Linked DNA regions of Zea mays: region 1 is linked to region 2. A link is a contact called in public Hi-C data. All regions are on one chromosome and are shown on one strand. Each heading gives the region's core, a stretch centred on a gene start, on an enhancer-like site or on the middle of the called end of the contact. The rest is flanking DNA. Distances are from core to core; before and after follow the strand shown. Region 1 holds the start of LOC100281040 (aconitase 2). Region 2 holds the start of LOC100283240 (ELMO domain-containing protein 2).

The links. A called contact is a pair of places that touch in the nucleus more often than the background predicts.
Region 1: a contact with region 2 is called in a Hi-C map of tassel, with 3 times the contacts expected there. The contact joins the promoter of LOC100281040 here to the promoter of LOC100283240 in region 2. A contact is called at or near these places in 2 of 25 Hi-C or Micro-C datasets (ear and tassel).

What each region holds. Positions count from the first base shown.
Region 1 is chr10:98,398,421-98,401,120 of Zm-B73-REFERENCE-NAM-5.0, forward strand. It overlaps LOC100281040 (aconitase 2), which reads right to left and starts at 1,434. Exons shown (of 20, transcript NM_001153959.2): 1 at 1,331-1,434. The coding sequence starts at 1,346.
Region 2 is chr10:97,822,968-97,825,667 of Zm-B73-REFERENCE-NAM-5.0, forward strand. It overlaps LOC100283240 (ELMO domain-containing protein 2), which reads right to left and starts at 1,355. Exons shown (of 9, transcript NM_001361256.1): 1 at 984-1,355; 2 at 654-766; 3 at 398-466; 4 at 27-142. The coding sequence starts at 755.

The sequences.
Region 1 (2,700 bases), core at 184-2,683, 580 kb after region 2:
TTATAAAAATTAGCATAGATATATATATTATCGTTAAGATGATATCATTATTTCTAGCTAATAAGTTCATAAATCATATAATAATACCATCACATATTAAGAGCTTTTTTATATTTCGGGTTATTAGGTCTATTCGGGTTTTAAAGGTTAGAAACTGAACCGAACCCATAACCCGAACCCGAAAATCCGAATAGACCGACAATTTGGTTTATTTGGGTTCGATTTTCGGTTTTAAAATGCCCATGCATGTGGTCCCGCTCTCGGGCCCATCCGCCTCCAGCGTGGCTGCCCGGCGCCCAATAGAGGTAGAGAGTGATGAAATGAGAAGCCGCCGTGGAAAGCGATGGAAAAGTAGCGTTCCAGTCAACTGTCATGCCATTACTCTCTTCTCCCTGACACCCTCCATGGCCAATGTACTCCTACTCCCACCTACCCACGCAAAAAATAAAAAATAAAAAATAAAACACTGCAGCTCAGGTCGACCAGTTTAGGGGTCCAAATGTTCCTTCATAGTTTATTTGGGCACTAAAATAATTTTAATTTAAAAATGAATGAAAATAGAGGATATGATTCTAATCCGATATAATCCTTATTAGCGTCTAAAATTTAGAACCAAGCCACTTAACAAGGAAAAGTCTACGCGGCACAAGTGTAGCCACTTGTAACGGGCAGAGAGGCGGAGGAGACTGAGAGCTACACCACCACCACCACTCCTGCTTGCTTTCTCCTCCGGCAAGGGGCAAGGTCTCCGGATCCATGATTGCCTCTTATTATAGGTTGCCGGCCAGGGAACGCATCATGCCTCTTAATTCATTTGTTTAGAGATCTTGGATCCACATGCCAGGATATCGATCGAGGCCTCTTTGTAGAGATCGAGAGAGAAACATCAGATTCATCTAAATTGGCATCTGTATCATCAGAATCATCAGGATATGAGCAAGCATCGATCGGAGGAGGTTTCCTGCTTGATGAACGTAGGCATACGGCCTCATCGATCGGCCGTACGTGCTGCTGCTGGTGGCTACAGGAAAGTAGAGTAGAGTATATACATGGCCGGCTTATTGGCTCTCGGATGCATATACCATGGACTACTACTGCTACTATTATCACACCAGGATGGTAGTAGCTAGCAAAAAGCTAGATGTTCAGCAGAGAGAGAGAGGTGGAAGAGCAAGAAAGAAATTAAAGAGGATTTATTTATGCATATTCACAAATAATGAAACAAATCAGGTAGCTAAGCTAGGAATGCATATGCATATGCATGAATTCAAGTTCAATTCACAAACTAAAAAGCTCGATCGGCGACCTGCAGCTTATAAGTATATAGTACCTGTTGGGTTGGCCATGGCGCGCGCAGCTGGAGAGCTAGCTAGCCAGGTCGCTGGTCGACCCAGGCACACGACGAGAGAGAGAGAAGAGAGAACAAGTGATGGTGTGAGGACCAGGGACAGCCGCTTCCTTATACGTACAGTGGGCGCTAGTAGCACACTGCGAACAGCCGGCCAGCTAGTAATTTTTTCCCCATTCATTCTTACCGTGTAGTACTTGTGCTAATTAAGGGTGTGTTTGTTTAGGGGACAACAGGGACGTCTCCTTCATCCAAATTTAAAGGATAACTGGAGACAACAGTGAGATAGACCTGTCTCAATCCTTAACCCTGAACCAAACAAACTTATTTGAGGGATCATCCCATCACATCCCGTCCAATCATTACAACCAAACGCATCTAAGTCACATAGTCAAACAAGCCAGGACATGATACATACGGATTTATTATTAATATATACGTCCAACAACTAATAATTAACATGAAGAATCTATCATGTTGCTAGACTACTACTATTCTTCTTTCAAATATGCAGGAAACAAAAAAAAATTTCTACATGATTTCTATTACTAAACCTTGCGTTGTAAATTAAAGCGCCCGGCCTTAGTAAATTTTATGGTACCAGACTCTTATATTGTTATAAATAAATGCGACACAAATAGGATCAATCACAGAAAAGACACGGATTTAACGTGGAAAACCCCTCCAAAGTGAAGGGGAAAAAACCACGAGCGCCGGCCGGCAACTTCTCACTATTTTCGGGTGGTTACAGATCGCAGAAGATTTACAATTGAGATAGATATCTCCTGCGACTTACAAAGATATTTATAGAGGTGATATCTCCTGCCGCCTTCTTCAGAATTTGGATCACAAACTCAACATATATATTTCTCTGAAACATGAGTCTCGTGTTGGAGTGTGGTTGCTGATAGGCCAGTTCGCATATCACTTAACTCATACACACACACAGAATATATGAACGACCCACTCAATTTTTCGTTCTAAAACAAAAAAAACTGTACACGTAGAGAGCAAGGTAGCCAAATATCCTTGCAATAAAGGATATCTCCAGCAAATAGACAGGGACGGCACGTGCATTATTTGTAGCTAGACAGCACTGGTAGCATATTCTCTCACCCATGTGGACAGTGGACTGGATCGGGGGAGGGGGGGGCCCACTGCACAGTGACGATCCCATTGCCTTTCCGACACCTCTGTACTCCTCTCCTATTGGCCCACGTAGCATAGCAGTAGTACTCAGCCCGGACAATCATCCCATGTGCATTCTCTGCATATATCACGTTCCATCATCTACCACAAGTAGCTAGTAATTATATATGTACATGGTAATTAATTACGAATCCATCTCCGAT
Region 2 (2,700 bases), core at 105-2,604:
GAAGCAAAAAAAAAACTTGAATTAACCTGAAATCAGTTGCTGGGTTCACGCCCTGCCACCCCATGTCTTTCCACTGTTCTGAAACTAAGCTAGTGAGCTCTGTATCGGGAAAGGATGCATTCCATAGAGCCCTAAGCGATTCCTAAATCCAAAGCACACAATATAATAAAATTCATGAAAGTCAATAAGGTATATAACTAACCGAGCAAAACAAAGAGCAAGCTAGTTGCAGTCTGAAACCTATTTTTGTGCTAAGTGTTGCGGAATACCAAATTTGTTTTTAGATTACTCCAGAAAGTAAGTTGAAGACTCTATCTACATCATATATAGGGACACACGGATTGAAATCCCTATCTATAAGTTTTCGTGAAGCTAATTGAGTCGAGAGTTTCCTCACTTGATGATCTGTCCGAGTTTCGTCATATGGCACATTTAGCCTTTCCTTCAGACTTTGCAGCCTCTGTTCCTGAATGAATATTTAAGACCAGGGTTATTTCGGGCGCAGGAAGAAACGAAGTTAAGCTTGCATGGTCCATGCCATTGTGTTTATTCTATTTCATTTATTGTTTCCCTACAACCAAGAGACGGCACAGAATCATTCATGTATTTTGCCTAATAAACACATCATGATAATGACGGCAGTGCATCTGTACCTGTAGAGGGGTTAGATCAAGCACTATCTTCTCTGCACTGACTTGTCGCCTTTTGCCCGAGCCGCTGAAAAGACCTGCAAACCATGCCCGATTTCCAACCATAGTAGCATCAACTGCAATGAGGTCATTATAAAACTCTCGATTCAATATTCCTCAACATGAAAAATGGATCTTATTCTCTATGCAACCTTGTTCAGAAACATATATAGACATTCAATATTCCTGAACATGAAATGGACCTTTTTCTCTATGCAACCTTGTTGAGAAACATAGAGCGATTATAGAGTCGACAACAAATGTACAAAAGAAAAGAATGGTACTCCGTCCTACCTGTTGTTGACGTTGAAGTTGAGACGGTAACGGAATGCCCATCAAATTAGAAGAGGTGCCCTTTCTTTCTTTACCAATAATAATGTGAGTAATTATAACAGAAATCAATGAACGCGAGGGGAGGGTGGCGCGTCAGGAGCTAATGCAGTAAGCAGGAAAGCATGATCCTCCATGAACCACACACATGCGGCGGACCCCGGTGCCCCCTCGCTGTCTGTTGCTTGTTGCTTTGGATCTGGAGGAGGCATACGCGCGCGCTCCCTTGGGTTGGGGGATTCGACGGGATTCTCCTGCTGGTGCTGGATGATCGACGGAGGAAGGAAGTTAAAGAATTGGCCTCCGTCGACCGCCCAGCCCTGCCCCTGCCGGACCGTCGCATCCTATGCCAGCTCAAGGCGGCCTGCTATGTCTCCCCCTCTCTCTTTCTCTTCCTCTTCCTCTTCCCCACCGCGCATGCCGCCCAACCATCCACCCACACCCTTTCGTTTTTGCAACAACATTAGAATCACAAGGCCCAGCTCAATGCAACCATATATGCCGGCCATGGGCTTCGTAGCCAACACTAGCCCTTTAAAGATTATTGTTGTTGTTATTGTTCGTTACCATTCGATTTCCCTTCATGAATTACAGACCGGTTTCTTTTAAATCTCTTAACTTTTGTGTTTTTAATCTTAAGTAGTTTTATTAATGGTTTTACTAATACAACTCAACGCCAATGGACACAAATCAGACTAGGTTAAAAGTTTAGGGAGATAAATTTGTCTACAAATATTTTTCCACAATTAATATTTAATATTTTAAAAATCTATTTACAAATTCATTCGAACATTTTTATAGGTAAAAAACAATACAATTAAAATCCTAAAAACTGACATCTTAAAAAAGTTATAGAACTGTGTTACTTAAAAATATAAAAAAGTTTAATATTTTTTTTTAAGATCAAGCACTATCTTATAGTTCCTTGTATTTAGTTTTAGATACACTTATTTTAGTGTTTATTTGCCGGCACAATATCTTATTATCTATTATAAATTTATAATTAATCTATATGTCGATCGTACGGAGTACGTAGAAGCGTTCTTAGTCTTGGATAAAATTTCACCCTAGTTATAGTTATACTAGGTGGATGCTCGTGCGTTGCTACGGAGTCAACATGTAATGATAAGATACATTGAGATGTAGAAGCACTATAATAAAACATATTGATAAAATATATTGTTGGAACTTAGGAACTCAATGGTATATGGGGTTCACTTGATGACATAAATTTTTAGCCATAATCATCTCATGTTGTTAATGATCAGTAACGTGAGCAATAGGATATGTATTAAAGGTAAAAAAATGTTTCTATCAAGGCATACCCATCCTATATAATTATAGCTGTCAAAAAAGGAGTACAATTTAATCTCATTAGTCATATGACTGAAAAACAAGAGGCAGACTAATATTTTATTGTGTAGATTCAAAAAATGTGTAAACAAATGCCTATGTAATCCCAAGCATAGGAAGAACCATTCCTTGAGGGGCAGCAACAAGGGGAACTAAATTCTGGGTCTGAGCAGTTGTGAAAATACAATATTGAGAACTTCGGGGGTGCGACGGGAGGTTGAGAGCTCAAAGCTATCACTTCAATTCGGGCCCAAATGCAAGGAAACACTAGAACCCACCACAATATTTGGGGACACTATCTCCAACACAAAGATTTTTGGAGGGGATG